Linked DNA regions of Zea mays: region 1 is linked to region 2. A link is a contact called in public Hi-C data. All regions are on one chromosome and are shown on one strand. The core of a region is the stretch at or near the end of the contact, and the rest is flanking DNA. Distances in the headings are between cores, read along the strand shown. Region 1 holds the start of LOC100216715 (CDP-diacylglycerol--serine O-phosphatidyltransferase 1). Region 2 has its middle 16 kb from the start of LOC100191394.

Evidence for each region. A called contact is a pair of places that touch in the nucleus more often than the background predicts.
Region 1: a Hi-C map of leaf shows a contact between it and region 2, with 4 times the contacts expected there. The contact joins the promoter of LOC100216715 here to the enhancer-like site in region 2. A contact is called at or near these places in 2 of 25 Hi-C or Micro-C datasets (both in leaf).

Annotation. Positions count from the first base shown.
Region 1 is chr3:26,510,584-26,513,838 of Zm-B73-REFERENCE-NAM-5.0, reverse strand. LOC100216715 (CDP-diacylglycerol--serine O-phosphatidyltransferase 1) reads left to right here and starts at 1,441. Exons shown (of 13, transcript NM_001143120.1): 1 at 1,441-1,673; 2 at 3,025-3,213. The coding sequence starts at 3,050.
Region 2 is chr3:26,128,033-26,130,973 of Zm-B73-REFERENCE-NAM-5.0, reverse strand. No RefSeq gene overlaps it. Among protein-coding and RNA genes, the nearest start is that of LOC100191394, 16 kb to the left of the region's middle. Within about 2 kb of position 1,318, at least 17 of the 20 cell types and tissues checked have an H3K27ac peak or open chromatin away from gene starts, as enhancers often do. A contact at or near this core is called in leaf, where this site is marked.

The DNA of each region.
Region 1 (3,255 bases), core at 192-2,691, 380 kb before region 2:
CCAAGCTAAGAGCATCTCCAAGGTACTCTTCATTTTTAACTCTATATTTGACTATCTATTTAACTTTTCATAAATATTACACTCTGTATGTAGCATACTAGCATCTCACTCCAACAAACTATCTGTCTAATTTGGCTAGTCAGGTGGCTAGCCAAATTTGACTAGTGAGAAAGTCAATTTGAAGAGTCTGATAGCTTGGCGAGTCAGATAGCTAATCTGTTGGAGAGTTATTTTGCTATTGAGTAGCCAAAATTTGGCTTGACGAGTTATCTAACTAGTCTCTTGGAGATGCTCTAACTTGTTTGTTATAGGATATGTTGGAATAAGATGTTACATATAGATTGTAATTTTTATGAAAAGTTAAATAAAAAATCAAAATCGAAAGAAAAAATAAAGAGTCTGTCGGAGATGCTCTTTATACATGTACAGCAAGCAGGTGAGGCATCTAGTCTTTTTCCTTTTTTTGCAATTGAATTTGCAGCGGGAGAATTTTTTTTCTCTTCCATTGCAAATTTGCACAATCCTTTTATTTGGCCGAAATCAGAGATTATTACAAGGAACCAAGGAAGATCTCTTGGAATAGAAGCTGAGTTAGCCGGCTAGTTAGCCTCGCCCCCTTTAGGGTCTGATCAGTTAGGGAGAGATTAAAAGGGTTAGATGCTATTCGTTTAGTCTAATCCATAGATATTGATAGGGATTAAATTCTCTACAAGTTAAAATCCTCACCAATTTCTTCCAATCTCAATCCCCATGGTTTAGAGATAAAACTAACATGGCCTAGAGATGAAACTAACATGGCCTTATACATGTACTATTTGCCAAGCTATTTAACTATTAAACGTCTGTACTGGCTAGATTTACAGTTTGAAATTAACAAAACGGCATGTGTCGCATTAGCTAGCTGCGCTTAACCAGCACGGTGGCACTGAACTGGGGGACATCATTTAAGTTTTATTTTGGCGTCTTATGATTAAGGGCCTCTTTGTTTACCCCCCAGATTATATAATCTGGATTAAATAATCTTAAGAGGCAAACAAACAGTCTAGCTTATTTGCCCAGATTATATAATCTAATCCATTGGATTATATAATCCTCCAAAAATAATCCAGATTATATAATTCATTGGGGTAAACAAACAGGCCCTAAATCAAGAAGAGGGGGTGGTGGTGGTGGTGGTGGTGGTGGCACCTCCATGGAGGGTCCTACTCCTACCTCTGTCTATGAGAGAGAAAGAGAGCGTTTAAAAAAATTAAAAGAAAAAACAGAGGGGAGAGTGAACCATCATCAATGCTCCAATGATCCCCCTTCAAGACTCCGATTCCTTTCTCCCCCCTCTCTCTATCTCGAGCCTTTTCTTTGACCGCCTCTCTCTCTAACCTCTTATATAAGATGAGAAGATTCGCTCTTCACCGCCTCGCAGGGCTACACTCCATTCTATCCCTCTCTATATCCCCCCGCACCCTCTCCTGGTCCTGGCCATCTCCATCTCCCGTCTCTCTCTCTCTCTACGAACTCCACCTCGCGAACAGCCGCTGCTTGCCTGCCGCGTTGGAGAGAACGGAAGAAAAGCGAGCGAGGGAGAGGGACAGCAACTCCCTCGGTCGCTTTCGACGGCCTGGATCTCCCCGCACGCGGGATCGTACGACCGGCACGCTGTTGTCGCTTTCCACCGCGTACGTGCTCCCTCCCTCCCCCGCCTGGCCCTGGTCGCCTCCCTTTCCTCCATGTCGACCATGTTCCGGTTCCCATCGCCATCCCCGCAGAAATCCCGCGGATTAACTTTTCGGCTCCGGGGAGCCCTAATCATGTTTTTTTTCAGCGCCGGGCGGCCCCGTTCCTGCGGTTATGCCCGGCCTCCTCCTGTCCTGGGGCTTGGGCACCGTACGCAACGGCACGGTCTCTGCCGCTGGCGGCCGGCGGCTACCCGGCAGTTGCCGTTTCAGTTTATCGTCGCGGCGTTGATTAATGCGCTCCTGGCCGTTCGCCGGCGAACCACCGGTCGCGGGCGGGCGGGCGGGCGTGCGGACCTGCGGGGCAGGCTCAACGGAACGCCGCCTTTTCCGGTGTTTTATGCTGTTGTTAATGCCCAGTGCCGTGTAAAGGCCGTCCTTTCCCCCACCTCGATTTCATTGCCTGCATTGCATCGCTCTGCCGCGTTTGACTGCTCATCTAGCAGCCTTTATTTCGCCCCCTCCCTGCTTACCGTTTCTCTGGTGTGCACTTCCCTTGAGAGCGCTCCCGTTCGTGGGAGTCGCCGGCGGATTCCCACCGGATTTGATGCGCGCATCTTCAAATTCGCGGCCTTTTTTTTTTGCTGCCTCGCAAAAGCTGCTGCGTCTTAGCTTTTCCGGCTTCTTAATTTGGACGATGTGTACGGATCACTGTCGGCCCTAATTATTTCCACAGTTTTTTAACCCGCGGGCTGTTTTATATGTGTTTCTTTTTGAATTGCTCGATCCCTTCTGGCGCTCTTCATCTTCTTCCGTGGAATGGATTTTTCCTTTGCTCGGCCTTGCCCTTTGCTGCCTCAGGTCCCGTCTGTTTTGCTCTAACGCAGCATCTGGTTGCAGCAGCACACCACACCCCTTCTGTTGTTTTGGAATAACTGGAAGCCTTTCGGGTTTGGAATTTGGCACCTAGCCTGAATGCCACCGAAACCATTTTGGAGATGAGTGGGATTCATTAAGTGATCCCTGGCAAATGATTGAGCAAGCAGTGACAACTTGTACTTAGCAAAGTAGGTTTTATGCTTCAAGGGTACGACTGCAGCCTGATGTTTGTACGCCATATTTGTTCTTCTGTTCTAAGCAAGTGATTTTTTCCCCATTTGCTGGACCATTCATGACATTTTATCCACTTGTACCTACTTGTTTTTCCCCTGTGGCCTCAGTGGTATATTATCCATTTTTCTAGTTATTAGCAAGTATTTGAGCTATATGCTGCTTTTTTCGTGGAGGAGTGGCGAATTTTTGCCATCAATACGATTATTATGCATTCTCATATGCTACTGTGGGTATTTTGCAGATAGTAAATTGCCAAGGCTGTTGTAATGGGGGTCAACGGTCATCACGAACCTCGCAGAGGATGTAATGGCACCGTCTGCAATGGTAGTGTAAGATCACTAGATCATTTTGGTGATGTAGATCCATGGACGGCATGGGCATACAAGCCTCGAACGATCTCGCTCTTGCTGATGGGAACATGCTTTTTAATGTGAGCTCATAGTCTTTTTATCTGTGGAACATTTTATAGACA
Region 2 (2,941 bases), core at 69-2,568:
AAAACACGACGATTAAAAAAAGATGTCAAGTCAGGATCGATTCTAAATCAACCGGTACTAATATCCTCGGACGGAAGCCCCCTTTCTCTTTATTTAATTAGTTGTTAGTTGTAGCTTGGAAAGTACCGTGGGCCAATTTGCTAAGAAGAAGAAAATGACAATTTGCGAAGAAGAAGAGAGTCGATAGCATTGGTAAATATTAGGCAGCCTAATTTTGATTTTTTTTATAAAAAAAAACGGGCTAACATCCAACGAAGCTTGTTGGGGGGTGGAGATTTGTAAGTAGGCCGAAGAACTCTCTCTTCAATTCAGTTTCTTTCATTTGCTTTGCGGCCAGTGGCTGCTCCTGCTCTGCTACGGTACGATCCGGCCGGTTGATTCGGTGGTTCGGTTGGACCGTCACCTCACCGTCGAGCTCCGGCCCACCTCCTGGGCTCTGGCTGCTGGATCAGTACAGCTAGCACTGCTACGGAGACGATGATAATCTCACGGCCAGGCCAGGTATCCCCTCCCGTCTGTTTCATCAGTACAGGAGTACAGCACTTGGACAGCCAATGGCGATGCGACGTCGACGAGACGCGCGCTCCGATTCATAGGTATAGGTATAGGGACTGATTGGTTACCTGCATATTCCCCATCCACGCTCATGTGATGATTGGTTACCTGGAGAGTTTATTGGGTCTGGCCCTCCCGATGCACGAGGCACCCCTCGGTCTGGCCAGCGGCGTGCGACCTTTTTTTTCGTTTCTCCTGAGCCTGGCCGCTGCTGAGCGCGTGAGGAGCGCTGGTGAGTTCGGCGGGAGGGTGACAGCCAGGCATCCAAACAATATCTTCTGCAACCAGGCCGGTGACAGCCAGACATCCAAATATACCCCTTTTGCATGCACAAAGTATGGTCTGCTGAGTCCTAGTTCCTAGATACGGGACAAGCTACTCTGGGAAGACAACCAATCGGGCCCATAGCGACGAAAATCTGCTCGTCTGTGGTCGCCGTGCAAACTGTGGAAGTGGAAGTAGTTTTGACCTTTGAGGGCGGTTAGGCGGCCACCTTTCCGGCGGTCGGTTTCATCTCCCGCGTTCATTCATGAGTTCCATCTCTTGGTCTAGATGCATATACACAGTACCGTACAGTTGGCAGCTAGCAGCTCTTTCTGGTCAATTAAAAAGGAATAATAACAGCGTTTTTATATATAAAGATGAAAGTTGCAGCTTTTGCAACAAAAGCCAGCTTTGATTTCGGCCCTATTTCCTCCAAGAGCCATGGGCCTGGCTGCGAATGTGAATGCATCGTACATGGGCCATAGGTTGGGTTTGGGCCTAAGTTGGGTCTTATTGTTACATTTACATGCATGATCACTGGTCGTGTGAATTGTAATGCGCATGGAATCAGACTCGCTCAACAAAGAACCGTAAGAGCATCTCCAACAACGTGACCTATAAAAATGTCTTATAATTTTAAAATAAGTAAATTTTATAGAATTTAGGGCACCAACAAAACACCCTGCTCCAACAGTAAAGCCCCAAATCTAGATTATAGGGCAGCCCACTACGGTGTAGTATATTTGAGGCACTTGAGAGGGTGCCCTATAGTTTTTTGACAAAATTTGTTGAATTGAGGCACCGTTGGAGTGGTTTTTCCTGTGTAGAGCCCTATATTTCGATTTGAGGCATTAGTTTGAGGCATTGTTGGAGATGCTCTAAAGTGTCATGCCCTTTGTATTTAGCGTTTCTTCTCCTGCTTTATCGCTCCATCAACAAAACACTATATGGTCCTCTAAATAGCGGAGGTTCTCAGCATCCGCTAAATCTAGCGATCTTCTTTGGTCCGCTATCACCTGCTCGCGAATGCTGCCGAGGAGCGCGACGACCCAGGGGCGAGAGACGCAGGCGCCATGCCTACGACGCTGAACACAGCGCCAGACACGACGTCGAGCGACGACCGACAAATGCCTCCATCTCCGCCGCCACGCTGGCGACTGCGGACACAGAACCGGCGTGTGGCCCACCGGCGTCCTGCTGCACGGCGTGGCCAGCAACGGACGACCACCAACAAGTTGTCGCATGGCGCCGACGACTAGATAAGGAGCTAGCAACCTCCGTGTAACACTCCTTCCACTTTCGGACCGACGGTACTTACACCTATCAGATTTTTAGGACCATATATTGTCTCCATAGACAAACACGGATCTTTTGTCCTCACTTTGTCCTCACTCATGCGCACCCAACAAAACTTCTCAGTCGGTCATCCATCCCAAATTGCTCCAAGTCAAGCACGTTTAACTTGAAGGTTCTTTCGAGATAGGCTTCCGAAAAAGAAGATGCATCTTGTTTGTATAGGTACTCTATTAATTCTATTAAGCATTGGGCCATGATATCACCATCCATTGGGGTCAGGATATCACAATCCACCTCCCTTAGAAGACCGACGTCCTCGTCGGTCAACCCCAAGCCAGGAACCTCCTCTCTTGGTCACGTCTGTTTGTCTAGTGTTGTGATATGTAATGTTATGTGACCACTCCGGGCCCACATGCGCCATGTGCCATATACCCGAACCCCTAACCCACACACGCCGGTGAAACCGCGAGTGTTGGCTCTGATACCAATTGTAACACACCGGTCCACTGTCGGACCGGCGATACTTACTCCTAGCAGCTTTCTAGGATCATATATTGTCCCCACAGACCAACACGAATCTTTTGTGCGCACTTTGTCCTCACTCATGCGCACCCGAGAAAACTTCCCAGTCGATCACCCATCTCAAATTACTCCAAGTCAGACACGCTTAACTTGGTGGTTCTTTCGAGATAAGCTTCCGAAAAAGAAGATGCATCTTGTTAGTATGAATACTCTATTAATTCTATTAAGCATTGGGCCATAATATCACCATCCACCGGGGCCAGGATATCACACTTCGGCGAGCAGATGAAAAAGCAAACCAAAG